3 separate regions of the Gossypium hirsutum genome follow, and all the other regions are linked to region 1. Evidence: chromatin contacts called from public Hi-C data. All regions are on one chromosome and are shown on one strand. The core of a region is the stretch at or near the end of the contact, and the rest is flanking DNA. Distances in the headings are between cores, read along the strand shown.

Region 1 (3,683 bases), core at 417-2,916:
GACCTCGGTTGCTTGCGGAGTCGGAGGATCGACCACCAGGAAAGACTCCTCTCCGTTCTCCTCTCTTTTTTTTAAAAAAAAAATCTAAATGATAACTTCGAAAGAAAAATAAAAATAAAATAAAATAAGTAACAAATAAATAGATGAACCACCTTTGAAATTTCGATTCTGTGTTTCAAATTTTTTCTAGGTTTCGATTGATTCTCTGTGGATATTTGAATCTTTGGTTTTTATATTTTTCTTCGTAAAAAATAAAAACATTACATTGATCCTTCTCATTTTTATAGCCGATTACAATTTGTTTGTTTCTTTGTTGTACTCTTCTGCGTGGTGTATTGCTCTTATTGTTGCTTGTTCTTCTTGCTTTGCAGGTAACAGAAACGTCAAACGCGTGTGGCTGTGGTGGTGTGTTGGGGAGGAGCAACGGCAGCTTGTAGGCTAGGGTTTCTTTTTTCTTTGCTGAAAGTTAAAGTTGTGGGTTTTTGGGCTGTTAGGGTTTTAATTTATTTGGGCTTTTGTTTTTTGTTGTTTTAGGGCTTGTAATGGACTGTTTTGTGATTTTGAAGAAATAGTGTCCATTTGTAAGATTTTATTTTTATTTTTTGTGATTTTGATGCCTTAATCAATTCCAATATGTTTAAGTTGGAATTTGACTAAATTACTAAAATATTGTGTTTAATAGTGATTTTTAAAAGTACTTTTGACATTAAAAGCACTTTTAAAACAAAAGGAATGTTAAACAAACAAATTTTGAAGAAAACATTTGGCTTTTTAAAAGCACTTTTCTCAGATGGAGAAATTAAAAATTTTAACTTTTTCTATTCCAAAAGTACTTTTAACAATTTAATTATGTTTTCACTCCTCTAACATATGGTACTTGCCCTTCTTTAGTTAATTGCTTAGAAAATATTTAAAATTTATTTTTCATATATTAAAATATTAATAACAAATTATAATAAATTATTTTTTATATTCTTATTAAAAATACCATAATATTAACTAATTTGAACATTATTTAAATGCTTATTTTTTACTTTATAACACCAGGTGTAAAATGAACATTTTTTTCTTAAAAACACTTTTGGATAGTAATACTAAACACTTGAATCTTAAACCAAACTTTTCAAAAATACTTATCAACATCACTTTTCTAAAACACTTCTCAAAAGTAATGCTAAACTAGTCAATCTTTCTCAAATTAACAACTAGAGTTTACTCCTCATATATTATAAAAATATTAAAATTATTTTCATATTAAAATTGTTATTTTTAATTAAATGAAAAAACTTTTAAATTATTTAATTAAGATTCAAATTGAGACAAGCAGAGAGAGCAAGGTGAATCCAAGGCATACAAACCTTTGTGAATTTTACGAAAATGGCAGGTGAAATTGTATCTCCTGTTACCCCAATGTTAAGATAAAATGTTTAAAATAGGAGAGGAGAGAAAAGAAAAAAAGATGTTAGTTGAATAGGATCTTATTCAAGTAGCAGCATTGAAACAAACCATCTAATTAAGGATATGAAAGAGAGGGAGATAATTTCGCCCATTTACTATTTGGAAAACAAACTCTTCCACTCTTCTAGCTATGACTCTCACTCTATGCTCTGCTTCTTTTTATTCGGTATCTCTATTTTGACCTCTTCAGTTTCAACTATATCATAATATCACCCCTTTATAACATCCCAAAGCCTACAATTCCCTATACCAAAACTAAACATACTACTTATTCTCTTTTCGCTATCCATCTTAAATTTCCATCTTCCATTTCATGGGTCGTGTTAAACTTCAAATTAAAAGAATCGAGAATGATACCAATCGACAAGTCACATTCTCCAAACGTAGAAATGGACTAATCAAGAAAGCTTATGAGCTTTCCATCCTTTGCGACATCGAAATTGCTCTCATCATGTTCTCACCTTCTGGTCGTGTCAGTCATTTTTCAGGCAAAAAAAGGTACCCTTACAAATTGCATCCTATTGAATTACAACTATCATGTTTGTTCATGTTTATCATTTTTTTTCTAACTCTTTGTAGAATTGAAGATGTGCTTAGCCGATACATAAATTTACCTGATCAAGATAGAGGATGGTAGGGATTTTGATTTAAAGGATAAATCTTTTTCGAGTACAAAGATAAAAGATTTTGCAGATATTAAAATTTGAATTTGAATATTAACTTTTCTTGATATTTTACTAGTATTTTTCTTTTTTTAATTGCAGCTTGGTACGGAATAAAGAGGTAATTTGACATTAGTTATAATATGGCTCCAAATATAACATATTTCATCATTTCTACCCTTCCTTTTTATGTTTCAGATTTTGCTAAGCACCTTGAAGAAACTTCAAGCTGAACATGATTTTGTTCTTCAACTTGCAAGGTTTTTTCTTCCGACCCAATCTTCTTTCTAAATCGGAATCGAAGTTTATACTTTCCGATATAAAATTTTATCATTCATATTCATATTCTTTTAAAACACATGATATTAATATTTATTTAAAATTTATTATATGTTGACATTTGATATCTCAATTAATGTTTCTATGCAGTTCTACTACAAATACTACCACTAACTCAAATGTTGAGGTACACATTTTAATATTCTTTCTCTTGTATGAAGCTTAATAATATAATTAAGCCCTTCAGAAATATGAATAGGAACTTCAACGGGAAATCAATAATTTACGACAACAAATACAATTGGCTGAGGAGCAATTAAGGTTAGGAGACTTATTATACTATTAATTACCTATATTGCTTTGAATTAATTTAATTTACTCCATTTGATGATTATTTTAATTGAATAATTATAGTACTTGAATTGTATAAAGGGTGTATGAGCCTGAGCCTTCAACACTCACATCCATGGCCGAGTTTGAATCGTGCGAGAAGAGCCTTGAACAAGTTTTAACACGTATTACTCAAAGAAAGGTTGATATCATATCTATCTCTTTATGGATTAAGTGATTATACTAATATTATTTTAATTAATTCTAAACTCTTTCTTTAATTAGCGTTTTCAAGTAATGATTATTTTTAAATTAATGATATTGCAGAATTATCTCATGACGAGTCATTTATCCTCTTTCACTGATCCATCCAGTGTACAGGTAAATTAATCTCAAACATATGAAATATGAAAGTAAAAGTATTATAGAGGTCTTAAATTATATTTTATCTCTTTTACTCAAAAAATGTATAAATTAGTCCATGCCAAACTCGTATAAAAATGTAGATGTACTTGGATGCACAAGAAGGGATGCCAAACTCATTTGGAAATGACATGGTGGGTTGGTTGCCAGACAATGGACAATCCCAAAACCCAACTCAGTATTGTGCAGGATCTGAATCTCCTTGCATTCCTGTTAGGTATACTAATTATACCATTCAATTCCCATATAAATATATAATAAAAGGGTTAGGCTTAAATTCTTATCTTCATATATGTATGTATAGGAATCAATCATCAATGAATACGATGTATGACCCGATGGGACATGGAACAAACATGAGTGAAATGGGGGGTTGCCATGTCACCACCACCTCAAGTAACGATGGTCTTCCATCATGGCATCACAACTACAGTTCAACGGAGCTCCTTTCTGCTTTCATGTCCTCTCCTACATCATTCCCTCTTATTAAGGTAGATACTTTTTAAGCACTAAATTCGATTTTTAACTCAG
Region 2 (3,683 bases), core at 429-2,928, 500 kb after region 1:
TGGGAGTGTACCTTGTGTAACCTTCACGAATAGCATTTATCCCAGCCTTACTTTCAGAAACAAAAAAAAAAATGAAGTACAATAAATTAAAACACTAATTAGTGGAAGAAGAAAATCTAAACTAAAAGATGTCAAAACTTAAAACAGAGAAAACAAGGATCCAAGATGGACTAGAAACATTATTGCACCTCAGCTATGATGGCTGGTGTATCAAAATCAGGCTCTCCAGCAGCCAATCGAATAACAGGGACACCAGCTTGTGCAAGAGCAGTTGCATGATCAGTTATAGCCACTGTCTTTGAAGGCTTCACAGAGTTAACTCTAGGGCTCAAAGAGATATCAAGTTTCACTTGGTCGCTGCTACTCTCTGTCTTTGACATTGCAGTTATTCTATATGACTGTTGTTTAGAAGTCTCAACAGATCTGCCAAGAAGTATATACAACCAGACAATGAAATTCTCTAATATATCCAGTGCTCCCTTCTCCCTTTGGGAAATAATTAAGACTTTTGAGACAACTTTTCTTTAATTCTCACACAAACAAAAAAATGCCAGCACAAAATGCTTTCCTTGTTTAATCTTCAAGTTTATAGATAGTGCCACAAAGGGAAGTTTCTTAAATTAAAATGGTTCTGCAACTTCAATGAATCAGCTTAAGGAATGGAATAAACTAAGAATAAAGATGTTTCTCTTTACACTTCCATTAAAAAAAAAAAAGACAATACTCATGAAACCACTTCCATAGCAATCTCGTAGAAAATATTTAATAACATATGTTTCTTTATTTCAATATTCCATGTTCTCTTATACAGCGGATGATATCAAAACAGAATAAACGAAAATTGATTTGACCAACAAATTAGTGTCTCTGCAGATTGCTAAGGATAAACTAAAATCTGCAAAAGAAGCAAAGAAGCTAACATTGAGGCAGTGTCAAGTAAAATCTGCAAATGCATCAGTGATTCAACTGATGATCCAGAATCAAATTTCTGGATTTTCTTCAATGAACTGAATAGACAGATTATATGTTAAATGCAATCACAACCCAATATTGCTCCCCCTAGAATTTAAAAAAAAAAGCTAGAAACATTAAGATGCCGGAAAAAGGAACTTACTTTAAGGAAAGATTAGTAATAGAGGAATGGAAAGACACGGAAACGGAGGCCTTGGAAGCAGAATGTGATCCCAAAAATTTTGAGTCGAAGCCAACACCGGAAATTCCTGTTGAGTTATGAAGAGAAACTGCCATTTGTCCGAAGATTGAAGAGAAAACAAATTTTGGGCAAGAGGAGGAGGTTCCTCAGTGAAATAAATAAAAACAAACTCAAAATTAGTCCAGGAAAAATAAGGGGATGGGGGTTGGTGGGAGAACAAGTGGGCTTAATAGTTTATTATTTTATCTCCCTTAATGTTGGAAAGTGAGGTATGGTTGGTTTAAAGTAATAAGGTGGAATTTGAAGGCTTGAAATTTACATCAATCGATGGCGATGAAAGGAGAAAGGAGAGAGATGGGTAGGTGGAAGGATGCTAGTGGGAGCAAACAGTGGAAGTGAAGTCGGGAATTGACCCAATTCCGGGTATGCTGGTTGGCCAACAACTCCATCTCTCCTCGCTTATCACCTTGTACCTTACCTACCCCCTTTCAAACGATTTAAACTGAAATTAATTAATAATAAATTGAGAAACTTGTTTGGGTATAAAACGAAATCTGAACCACGCAAACTATATATACAGTCAATTATAAAAAAAAATTCATTTTAGGGCACCTAAAATAAAAAATTTACAATTTAAATATTAATGTTATATTTTTTAAATATTTTAGTCACTTATTTTAACGAAAAGTTAATATGGCAGTTAAAAAATTAGTATAATAACAAATATAACTTTTAATTTTTTTATATATTGGTAATTTAGTCATAACTTAAAAAAAATAACCTTTAAAATTTATAAATATTCTCATTTTGATTCTAATTCTAAAAACTTCAAAGAAACATATAAAAATACATAAATATTTTTAAAAATATATAATACTAAATTTAAATTTTATATTAATATTAAATATAATAAAAATCATTCCACCTCTTCTTCCTATCATGCAACGTAGATGCTTAAATTACAATTTTTTTTACTTAAGTGATTAAAAAAGTTATAATTAGATAACTATTTGTATAATTTATTCAAATACTAAATACATTATATTTGTTTATTATTATATTATTATCAATCATAAAATAATGTCCAATTAACTTGTAATAACATCTAATATATATACATATATAGACTATAGTAAGATTATGTTGCATTTTTAGAAAATTTAAATTTTAAAGTAATTATTTGCTTGGCAAGTGACACAAAACCAATTTTTAATTACTATTAATCATAGCTTAAAAAAAAACGTTTCCAATATATTTTCTTAAAATTTCCATTAATACTGGTAGTCATCAGAAATTATAATTTTAGTACAATCAACTTTTCTAAGTGGTATCTTTTTCAGGAAACCCTTATAAGATATATATTACTTTTTCTCCCACACATTAATTAACTTTATTGAAAAATTTCACCCCAATTTCATACACGCAATCAATTGATTGCTTCTTCCCTTACTCTATTAAAATTCTACACATCTCACGATCCATTTTATAATTGATATTCTTCAGCTTTGTTGTCCACCACACTTTTATTGTATAAAGTTAATGAAAACTCTTTCATTTTATCCTTTACATATCTGTATTTCCATCACACTAGTTATATCTCATTTTTTCCTTAATTTGTATTTTATTCCAGTATTTATCTTTTTATTTCTTGTTGCGTTTAATTTATATTCAGTAGCGGAACGTAATGGAGATCTAGGAGGTCATGACCTTCTAAAATGATAATGTTTTATTTAGATACTTTATAATTTATAAAATTTTAAATTAGTAATAGTAAAATTTTATTTTATTAACTAAAATAATAAAAATTTAATTTAATCTTTTAAAAATTATAAAATTATAAATTATTAAAATAATAAAATTACATTTCTATTATCATAAAAATATACAATTTAATTCCGACCCAAAACAAATTTCAAGCTCCGCCACTGTCTATATTTATTTCTGTTAGTCTTTCAAGGTATTCAGCTATTCTCTAATCCTTCTACTTTTAAATTTTTATAATTTCCTTATTTATTTTATTTCATATCATATGTTTCTGAATAAGTTAATCTGATTTTCATCTGCCATTGCATTAAACTTTTTTAAATTATAAACACATTTACATATCAAATGGACATTCACATTTTCATTATTTTTAATATTTACTTTCCAAGGGTATGTTTATATTCAAATATAAATTTAACTATACTTACAAATATATCTCAATAATAAATTAATTAATTCCTTTTTTTTAATCAATTTAGGAGTATTCGTTGTTTCCTATACGTCTAATGCAATGGTTTTTGTACATTTGCACTTATTTTGTACTGAATGATTAACATTATTTATATATATGTTCCCAATTCCAAAGGAAGGTATTTTTATTGTCTTGCTATTTATTAAAAAGTAAATTAAGTGTTCTCTTTTGAATAGTAATATTTAAAACTCTCTTTTTTTATAAAATTACTTTTTTTTTGTATTTTAAAAACAGTAATAAATATTATAATTTATTTATGCATGTATCTATTTATTTTGTTTTTTACTTTAATAA
Region 3 (3,683 bases), core at 508-3,007, 350 kb after region 1:
CCCTAAATATATATATACTCATTGCAACATTTTGGATCCATTAAACCACCTAACACGTCATTAATGCAAATTATATGATCACAATCTCTAATTTTTTTAGACATGTTTCAAAATTAGATATTAACAGTATCACCCAAGATTTAAACTTACAATCTAAATTTTGAACTCAAATATAGTTTATCAAAGACCGAACCAATAACCTAACCCTAATACTAATGCAATACTATGCAAACAACAAATGAGCATTTGCGAAATTAAGAAATCAACTTACAAGATCATTGTTGGATGATCTGATATACTGATCAAAATGAAATCATAAAATCAAAATCGTCTTTCCTTAAAAAAAAAAAAAAAAAAGAAGAGAGAGACAGAGTTTTTTCTTCTTCTTATTTTTCCACCAACCTCATATTGGTAAAATGAAAGCCAAAAAGTTGGATAATGTTAAATTTATTGTAAATGGGTGTTGGTAATTTCAAATTACTATATAATAGAATCAAATTAATATAAAATACAAAGGAAAAAAAAATATAAACATAGTCGAACAAAATTCACATAGAACATGATAAAATTAGAGATTTATAAGACCCAAGCCTGAATAATACGTCTTAGCTTTTATCAACAATACTAAAGCATGATTGAGGAATATTAATTTCATACATTATTGTTGATTTTTGTTTTTTCATTACAACTTCAAATATTAATTTATTTTTCACTACGTCACCATTTCTCTAAATTTGAGAAAGAATTAAGTCTAAATTCTATAAATTATAACTCATTTATTGATTAAACTTGATAAGATCTTACAATTTTCTTTTGTTAGAAAAAAGTTGAAATAAATATTTGCAGGCTTGTGAACTGTGAGTAGGGAGGTAAAAAAAAAATCCTGAATATGATGGGCTCCAACTCGACTTAATCTTTAGGGTTGGATTTTATTTTAAAAAATTGTTTTCGAGTTGAGTTAAATTAAAAATAATAATTAGATCAGTTTTAGATGTGAGGTAAATCTGCTCTGCTTGTCTCATGATATTAAAGATACTCTTGATATATATAAATATATATTAAAAAATTTCTTTTAATAAATAATAAAAATATAAATAAATAATATATTACGTTTTAAATTTAAACATAAAAAAACCTTATTTGCAGAAAAAACAATTAGAAATGTAATTTTATTTATTTTAAAATAAAAAATAAAAAATTGAATGGGGTTAGATTAGAGTTGAAATTGAATCTTTGAACAAATTGTGAATTCGTGTTCAAAAACAAATAATTTTTTAAGAGTGAGGATTGAATGGAGTTGGAGAAAGATTGCCCACCGGCTGCAATCCACACTAGGTAGCGCAGCAAAAGATATTTAATTTTTATAATTAAGATTTTAAATTTTAGAAACACGTGTTACAGTGGGGCAATTTGGGCATTTGATTAAAGTAGGATGCTGAAAATGAAATACAACAGTGAGTAACTGGGAATCAGCATAGCAAGTTTTGGACCGTCTGATCAGCAGAAATGAATTGATGACGAATTTAGAAACGCTGACACTCCTTATAACCGAGTGTGAGGATGTACTTAAACAACAACTCGTAAATGAATCTGAAAACGCACCCAAAAGTCGTTTCTTGGTTCCCGCCAAAAAAAACAGAAATCATAAAATTTATTTGAAGGACACTCCTAACAAACCCCCTAAAACCGTTGGTGTCAGCCTCTTCATTTCCCAATTCCCACGCGCCTCCCTTATAAATAAATATCCATCCGCTTTCGCTATCTCTCTATCATTTTCCTACTCTTTCTAAGAATCCTCCAAACAAACTCCCTCTCTGAAAAATGGCTGTTCCCTCTCTCACTCTCATCATCGTCCTCGCTCTCTCCTTCCTCTCCGTCTCCCACACCACTTTCGACCAATTTCTCACCTCCACCTCCACCGCTTCCACTGCCACCATCAGCGCTCCACAACAATCACCCTTCTTCACAATCTCACCTTCGCCTCAACCACCTCAAGATCACGCCGACCACGCGTTCCTCCCCCACACTTCACTCCTTGCACCAATCCTGTCTCATCTCGGCTTCAACGAGCTAGCCACCGCCGCTCCCTCCCTCTTCAGTGACTCTACCTCCGCCGCTGCTTGGTCTGGTCCGTACACTATCTTTGCTCCCTCTGATTCCTCTGTCCGCTCGTGTGCTTCTTGCTCTACTCCTTCCCTCCTCCGTGAACACATGGTTCCTGGCCTCTTCACCAACGATTACCTCCAGAAACTCACCTTCGGTACCAAAGTCGAAACTCTCAGCCCCGGCCGTTGCTTAACCGTTACCTCCACCGCTAACAACCAGAAAAACTTCACCGTTCACAAGATCTTTATCGGCGGAGTTGAAATCACTCAGCCAGATCTGTTCAACAACGGTCTACTCATTATCCACGGCCTTCAAGGCTACATCTCACCTCTTTCGCCTTTCTCTTGTGACGTAGAACGGATGACGTCACTCTCTTTCCCGTTCCACCACGGCCAGAGCCAAAACAACCAATTTAAGCAGCAACAGAATGTGGCTCTGATGCGATTCATGCTTCGAGACGCCATGCTACGGCTGAGAAATAACGGCTTCTCCGTTCTCTCACTCGCTATGAAAGTCAAGTATGCCGAACTCATTCCTCTCACCAATGTCACGATCTTTGGTCTTGATGACGTGTCCATCTTCTCCGGTTCGTACGCTTACATCCACAGTGTAAGATTCCATATGGTGCCAAATCAGTTTTTGACTGTTGCGGATCTGGAGAGACTTCCAGTGGGGACCACTCTGCCGACATTGGACAGAGGGCAGAGTTTGGTGGTGACGACGGCGGGAGAAGGCATTACGAAGAATCAATTGAGGATCAACTATGTGGCGATTAAGGTTGTTGATATGATAAGGAATTTGAATGTTATAGTACATAGCATTTACCTGCCATTCCCACATCTTCATCCTATGGCGGCGGTGACTGATGCCATTTTAGGTGGAGATCAGACGTCGACGGTGGGAGGAACAAATGGGGATTGTGAAGCTTCGAATGAGCAAGGCCAAGGCAATTGTGGAATGAGCCAGGTGAATCAGGTGGCGACTCAGCTCAAGCCCCACATGCTGGAACTTGAAGACCACCATGTCCATGACCATGGTCTTTGAAGGGTTTTGCTGATGCATGTACAGTGAACTGCAGGTTCGCCTTCTGTTTCCTAGCTTTGGTTCACGGTGAATCTGTGTTTAGTCTATTGAGTAAAACTTTGATAAGTCTGTCTGTTTTTAGGTTAAAAGAATTCGATTGTGAAGTGTCTGCTTGGGTGGAGATGAATGGTTGTTATATTCCAGTACTTTAGCAAGGGATTAATAAAAAGGTTACTGTTGTAAAAGAGATAATCATCTCTTTGCGAACGGTTGCATGTTAGCAAATGAGTAGATATCAGAGGAATCATTTGTTTTTTATATGTATATTTGTTTTAGTTCGGCAAAGATAACATTCATATAGCGGTAAGATTAGTAGAATATATTGGAATTCAGATAGGGCGAGTAGGGTGGGTTATGTCAAAAATTCCATCCCGTGCTAAAAAAAGCTTAATTCGTGAACCATTTCATAACCGATACCGGAACGTGATGAGTTTTGGGCTTTAGGTTGGGCTCTGTCTATCCCATTTGGATTTCTACATTTTGGAGTCCAATCT

What was found. A called contact is a pair of places that touch in the nucleus more often than the background predicts.
Region 2: a Hi-C map of leaf shows a contact between it and region 1, with 2.5 times the contacts expected there. The contact joins the promoter of LOC107954697 here to the promoter of LOC107939155 in region 1. A contact is called at or near these places in 9 of 34 Hi-C or Micro-C datasets (callus, hypocotyl and leaf).
Region 3: a contact with region 1 is called in a Hi-C map of leaf, with 4 times the contacts expected there. The contact joins the promoter of LOC107901753 here to the promoter of LOC107939155 in region 1. A contact is called at or near these places in 9 of 34 Hi-C or Micro-C datasets (callus, hypocotyl, leaf and 1 more).

The regions. Positions count from the first base shown.
Region 1 is chrA11:41,007,894-41,011,576 of Gossypium_hirsutum_v2.1, forward strand. It overlaps LOC107939155 (agamous-like MADS-box protein AGL104), which reads left to right and starts at 1,667. Exons shown (of 13, transcript XM_041081823.1): 1 at 1,667-1,956; 2 at 2,038-2,091; 3 at 2,223-2,241; 4 at 2,319-2,380; 5 at 2,550-2,586; 6 at 2,659-2,720; 7 at 2,832-2,931; 8 at 3,057-3,110; 9 at 3,236-3,369; 10 at 3,457-3,643. The coding sequence starts at 1,772.
Region 2 is chrA11:41,512,113-41,515,795 of Gossypium_hirsutum_v2.1, forward strand. It overlaps LOC107954697 (bifunctional aspartate aminotransferase and glutamate/aspartate-prephenate aminotransferase), which reads right to left and starts at 1,679. Exons shown (of 10, transcript XM_016890332.2): 1 at 1,115-1,679; 2 at 189-423; 3 at 1-46. The coding sequence starts at 1,248.
Region 3 is chrA11:41,355,886-41,359,568 of Gossypium_hirsutum_v2.1, forward strand. It overlaps LOC107901753 (fasciclin-like arabinogalactan protein 21), which reads left to right and starts at 1,758. Exons shown (of 2, transcript XM_016827887.2): 1 at 1,758-3,184; 2 at 3,272-3,447. The coding sequence starts at 1,822. The coding sequence ends at 3,150.